Regions from separate parts of the Danio rerio genome. Here region 1 is linked to region 2. The links are chromatin contacts, called in public Hi-C maps. All regions are on one chromosome and are shown on one strand. Each heading gives the region's core, a stretch centred on a gene start, on an enhancer-like site or on the middle of the called end of the contact. The rest is flanking DNA. Distances are from core to core; before and after follow the strand shown.

Region 1 (3,446 bases), core at 406-2,905, 320 kb before region 2:
TTTTCTCAAACCATCTCATGAGATGTATAAAATTAACACCAAGGCGGTGTCCAAAGGTACTGGCATACCAGTAATAAGCATGCACTAATACATACACACATGCAGACAATGAAACATAAACCTGCCATTTAAGTGTTTTGAATGGATTAGCCTAAAAGACAAATGTACTGAGAAGATAATTTCCTAACAGGGTACTATAGAGCTTGTTTTACAGTATTTGTATGTGGGGTAAAGTTATTTAGTATTGAATGTAATTCTAAACCAAAAGTCTTTGTACTATGATTACAGTAATTTATTCTATTTATGAGGAAAGCATAGATCAGGATTCTGTGTTGTGTATCTTCCAACATTCTCTTCTCTCCTTAAATTTGCTATCTCTTGCTTGCTTTCTCACTACTATTCTAACCAATGTTATGCACATACAGTAAATTTTCTTCTGTCTGCCATGCCTACTTTCTATTAGATAATGCTCTAAAAGTGTTCTGCAGTAATCACCTGGGTTATAAATGTTTACAAAATACAAACAACATTTTCTTGAGTAGGCAGTAACATTTTTGTGTTCTTTAAGATGAATATACCAAAGCCGATGGATGAATGAATTTGCAGAGTGATTGCAGATTTTTCAATCAACATCTGCATATGCTTTACAGGTTTAACTTCAAGAAGGTAGGATAATTTGGATCATAGATGTGGAGGAACAATATAATTGTTTAATAGCAATCTATAATTTAAATAGAAGCAATCTAATTTTGGTGCTATTCGTTTATTTTTTCACAGACAAGTCATTTCTTTATATTCATTCCTCCTATTTTTCCAGTCCTCACAAAACACTGCTCATATAATCACCATACAATGATCAAATTATTGTAGAAATTCGTTCAAAGGTGACAGAAAATTACAAATATGAGTGCGTAAAGATAGCAAATGACTAAATTATAAGCAAGGTCATTTACCCACAAGTACATGTGTCTGAATACCAAAAAGCTGCCATGTACTCTTTACTTATAAGGCATGCTGTAAGCCATAGGCATACTGTATTTCTTGAAAATAGTGGGCAAGGCTGCATGTAGAAAATGAATGCATGATTGAAAGAGTGATCAGTGAGTGTATGGATGGATTATGAAAACCAACATTGTAATGCAGTATTCACCCCATTAAAATTAGTTCCAAATGACTGTGATGTATTTTTTTATTATTAAATTTAAAATGATAGATAGATAGATAGATAGATAGATAGATAGATAGATAGATAGATAGATAGATAGATAGATAGATAGATAGATAGATAGATAGATAGATAGATAGATACACTGGTCAAAAGTTTGGGGTCAGTTTTTTTAAGAAAATGATTCAAGGATAATCTAATTCAGGGGGTAGATAGATTACATTTCATTCAATTATATTTCATGTAACGTTAGGTGTCAGATTCAAATGGCTGTTTACGTTGAAATTAGCTATGCTTTATATGTATGTATGAGAGTATATTGCCATGAAACCTGACCTGGAATTAGTAACACGGCAGAAACTCTTCTGTATCGTTATTTCTTTTCTATTCAGTTATAAAGGCGATTGATTTGGGGAAACAAAACACTTCTGGATCACGATCAAAAGGACTTTTACCGTATAACCGTAACCGGAAACAGGAACTCGTCTGACACCAAGGGGGAAATTCAAATTTTAAAACATGTTCAAATGAATTGTTTTGGTAGTCCAAGTTGTAATTTTATCGCATTGAAAACATTCGAATTTTTAAGTAACAACGTAACCGATTGTCTGTTTTCATTCTTAAATTGTACATTATTTGTTGTTTTGAGCTCTTTTTTATCGGCGTTTTAAAGACCATCATTGGAGCACAGTTGGTAAGTCTGTTATTAAAACATGTCAGTCAAAACAAACCCTTTTCATAAATCTGTACTGCGTGTACGTCAGGTAATTTAATGACTAATGATATTTCTACCCAGTTCCATTTAAAAAATATTTTGTGTGATATACTGATTTATACGTCGCTTTTTGTGCGACTGTCTGATCTAACGTTAGTAACGTTACAGTTTTAGGAAGAGGAGATGATTGCCACATTCACGGCGAGAAAATGATAGAAAAATTTATTTAGTTGAATGTTGAACATAAAGTTTAGGCTTTGTGCTTGAAACTTTACTTTTGTGTGCCGTTGTTATGATCACCGACATTGCAAACGACGTGAGGCTTTCTAACAAGCATAAAACGTCCTAACTCACTGTTTCAAAATTTTAGTTATTTTATCATTAAACCAATTAAGTTACATGACATGTTGCAAATACTGCAAGAATAGCTTCCTTAATTCTCTAGACCCGTGGAGTTTATGCTCAAAACAAACATATGCCGATGAAAGTTGGTAGCCTGTGAAATTTACTTAAGTGTTTTTTTCAAAGCTGATTTTCTTTGTTCTTATATTTTTGTTTTGCAAGTAAATTATATATCAATGACTTAAACTGATGCTCCACAGATTTATTTTTACATTTTGAATTGTTGCTAACATACAGTGGTAATGTTGTCTCTTAAAACAATTTATTTCAAAATATTTATTATTTTGAAAATGATATATTATATCAATTATATCATATACGTATTATAAGTAGTTCATCTAGATAAGTTCAGGCTAAGAAACAAACTCAGAAACTAAGAAAGAAGTGTCTCACCTGTGGGATATTGACAGTTAGGAGGTTTTAAACATATCTCATGTTAATATGTTTAAAAAGCATGCTGTTTCTGATGCAGGTGTATGTGTATTCAGTATGCCAGTAGACAGCACTTCTGAACTCCTCAAGCACTATGAGGTTTATGAAACCATTGGCTCAGGTAATGTCCCTCAATTGTTTATTTATATATATAATATATAATTTATATATAGAGAGAATTTCAATAAAGAGTACAATTGAATTCCACTCTAATCCACAGGTGGGTTTGCCAAGGTCAAACTTGGCAGACACAAACTGACAGGAGAGAAAGTAGCCATCAAAATAATGGAGAAAAAAGATCTTGGGGTTTGTTATTCATTTTAAATGCCTTTACCATGAATCACAACATTTGAATGAGTACCTTAATAATTACGAAGGAAGTTATTTCTGAATTTATTCCTGATATTGAGATTTAATTTACTTTTGAAATTCAGAATAGTGTCTTTCAAGTGTTTATGTTACTAGGATGATCTGCCCAGAGTAAAGATAGAGATTGAGGCAATGAAGAACCTCAGTCATCAACATGTATGTCGTCTCTACCATGTCATTGAGACCACAAGCAAAATCTACATGGTGCTTGAGGTATGCTTTGCTGAATGTGGTTCTGATGTTTAAGGAATACCTATTAATCTTCATATGTTTAACTGCATGTATCTTGTCAATCTATCAGTACTGTCCTGGAGGAGAACTCTTTGATTACATCATTGCTAAAGATCGGTTATCAGAGGAAGA
Region 2 (3,321 bases), core at 805-3,304:
TTTTAGCATAACTGCTGATTTATGACTAAATTTAATAAATAGTAGCAAATATACTAAATTCTTAGAGTAACTCACACTCTATCACTATAATTATATCAATAATTTTGTTGACCTGTAATAATGCCATAGTTCACTATAGCTGGTCACTAGGAAAATCCTCTGTCCAGCATCACTGCCTTCCTTCTCCAGTGAAAATATGTGCACATCCTGACAAAAATACAATAAGAACCCAACATTGTGATAACAACTTGAGACATATACTGCTTCACGGTACATCACAAATATCCAACGGCTTTTCTCTAGACCTGTTTAATGTGCTGAGCAAAGGCAATGGCTGCATTCTGGCGTGGGAAGAGTCTCCAGATAGAGGATGGCTGCCACGGCTGGGAGAGACGTGGTTTGTATGGACAGGACAAAGGAGAAGACTGAAAGGATGATGCCCTCTGCTCCACAGATTTCACCCTGTCCTGCCACTTTCCGCCAGTCATCCTTGTCTCAAAACACTGGAGTATGACTAAATCTCTCTCATGCTATGTGATTTGATCTTCAGAGTCCAGCAGAACAAGAGCTCAGGAAAACTGCAGTCACCTGTAAGATAGAGATAACAGGCCATAAGCAATTATACAATGAAGACTTCTGACACAAAGGATCTGAACAGATTTCTGATTAGGGCGGCACCATATATCGTTTCAGCATCGATATCGCAATGTGTGTGTCAGCAAAAGTCACATCGCAGGATGCAGTGTTGAGTAAGGATTATAGTTGAACAGCACAACAGTTGAGAGTACATGAGATTTGTGGAGTCTTTGCAAAGCATAACCATAACAGACAGAAACTTTATCATTTACATGTGTTTCAAAGGCATTTCAAGAGAGTTTAAAGCATTTTGGCCACAAAAAAGTACATTTGGAACTTTAAAGAAGATTTTTTTAAATTAATGCAATGAAGATTATACAGAGTTATTTTACATTATTCAATTTCTGTACTTGACTAATGTTTGACTATAAAGAAAACCATACAGCACTGTTTATTTAACATTTATTTTAATTATTTTTGCATGCAATTTATTTTATATATACAATCCACACCCTTCAAATTCAATCAATCAATCTAAATTAATGCTCTGTTGAAATTGTAAATTGAGGAGTGCATCAATCCACTATCAATACATTTGGTCATTTTATAATCATAAATAATGATCGCAGATGCACAAAATGTTACAGTAAAAGCTCAAAATAATCTCCATTGTGGTTAACATTAGTCAATGTGTAAACTAACAATGAGCAAAACATTTGTTATTACAATATTTATCTTTAAATTTAGACATAAAGCTGTCCATTACCAATAACACCTGCCCCATGTCCATTAAATATTTGTTAATTCATTATAAAAACCAAATGTTATATTTACTAATGGTGAAATTAACAAAAACAAGATTCTATCTTTTTAAAAGTATCTTTTAATGTTTGCTAACTGTAATTAACGTCCAATGTCAACAATGGAAACTTAAAAAGTAATCAATATAACAAATATACAGACTGACAGATCTTCAAGTGGAAATTGTCAAACAAATGTAGGAATACGTAGCAGAGGTGTTACAAGTAAACCATAGGAAATGTATGTACATTTTAACACTAGTGCTAACTTACTTTTTTAAATTAGTGATACGCATAGATTTGGTCACCTACTTGTTATTCTCCTTTTATACTCCTTAGCTGTTTTGTTTTTGCATGTTTACAGTCCGAAACACGTATTTTGAGGAACCCGCGTAAATGTACGTCGTACGGATGAAAACTTGCGCATGCGCTTGATTTACGTGTTTCATGAATATTAATTATGGTGACTTCTCCTCAACGTTATTTGACATCTACTTGCATTTTGGATTGTTTTTATTTACTGTGATATTGAATATTTATAGTTTTTTGTACATGCATTTATGATTTTACTTTGGTTTTAAAAAAAGAAAAATAAATAAGAAGATCGTTGCCTAATTAATATTTATGAGTTCGCTTGCGTATGCCGCTATGCATGCTGGGATTTGTAATGTTCCACTGGTTCCACTATAGAGCTGTTGGCGCGTTATTTTGAACTAAGATGGAGTTGATACGCGCTTTGCAGTTATTAAAATTGAGCAGCGTGTCTACAGGTATAGTGGCATTTTTTTGTAAACACCATATAACAGTAACAACCGATCGTATATGTATACGAGTTTTGTATGTAATGATTTAGTAAACCTCGATAAACGCTGAACTGCGACCGATGCTGTCATCCCGAGGGCTTGTTTTGGTTTTGAGCAGTCTTCTGTAATACAGCAGAATGTAGGATGTTTTATGCGAAGCTGTTTATTCTGCAATGCCACTGTTTGTATGTCTACATGATGTTTAACTAGCCTATTATCTGAACCGCTAACGTTAACTTACAGTGATTTGCGTTTTCAGTTTCACTGTATGTATGTATATATATATATATATATATATATATATATATATATATATATATATATATATATATATATATATATATATATACACAAACATACACACACACACAACTATGTACATTTATATTTAATTATACAATTTAATATATCTTTCTAAATAAACAAGTCACTTGATAACTGTGTGCATCTTAAAACCTAATGCAATGTCTGCATTATTTATTGGCATCATTTTCTGTAATGTAACTGTTTTCTGTAATGCGTGTTTCAGCCTGGGTGGATACAGTGTGGGATTTCGAGTTCACCCACACAGACCCTCTTGACCCTGTTATTGAGAAGGAAATAAAGGAAACCCCAGATGTCTTCAAGAAGGTGTACATGCAGCTGCTTCCCTTCTCCAATGAGGATGATGACAACAACACAGAAGTATAAGATTACAAGGCAGTGACTTTTAATTGTAATGTTTATTGGTCAGTATTTGTGCAAACCCCCTCTGGTTTTCCCCTCAGAATGTGTGGGTGGTGTTTGGTGAGAACGGTGTCTCTGCAAAAACTCTGGTGGCTGTCTTGTCTTACTTCATCCTCAGTGCTAAAACCAAAAGTCCCAGTCTTGAACAGAGACTTTGTGGTCTCCAGGCAGCATCTCTGTACTTGTTACTGCTGAAAATACCAGGTCAGATTGCAACTCCTTCACCTAATGCTGAATTTCTCTTGAATATATATCAGATTTCAGGTTGTATACTAATGCAGATGTCTTATCCACAACCCAAACCATTGTATAAATTTAGGCTTAAGGATGGTGATACCGAATGTTATTTTTGGGATTATTCGCTGGAGGTTTTATCATGGTATATGGTATTATCACAATATAGACCTAAGCTTTAA

Evidence for each region. Hi-C and Micro-C count contacts between places; a contact is called where the count stands out from the background.
Region 1: a Hi-C map of an unstated tissue shows a contact between it and region 2, with 4 times the contacts expected there. The contact joins the promoter of melk here to the promoter of ncapd3 in region 2. A contact is called at or near these places in 3 of 18 Hi-C or Micro-C datasets (caudal fin, hematopoietic stem cells and an unstated tissue).

Annotation. Positions count from the first base shown.
Region 1 is chr1:23,447,619-23,451,064 of GRCz12tu, reverse strand. melk (maternal embryonic leucine zipper kinase) reads left to right here and starts at 1,655. Exons shown (of 18, transcript NM_206888.2): 1 at 1,655-1,859; 2 at 2,755-2,835; 3 at 2,935-3,020; 4 at 3,180-3,296; 5 at 3,385-3,446. The coding sequence starts at 2,772. It overlaps frmpd1a (FERM and PDZ domain containing 1a), which reads left to right. Exons shown (of 17, transcript XM_005170936.5): 17 at 1-1,175.
Region 2 is chr1:23,131,728-23,135,048 of GRCz12tu, reverse strand. It overlaps ncapd3 (non-SMC condensin II complex, subunit D3), which reads left to right and starts at 2,054. Exons shown (of 35, transcript NM_200330.1): 1 at 2,054-2,146; 2 at 2,709-2,863; 3 at 2,947-3,109. The coding sequence starts at 2,095. primpol (primase and polymerase (DNA-directed)) reads right to left here and starts at 1,760. Exons shown (of 14, transcript NM_001037378.2): 1 at 1,689-1,760; 2 at 306-588; 3 at 113-207. The coding sequence starts at 488.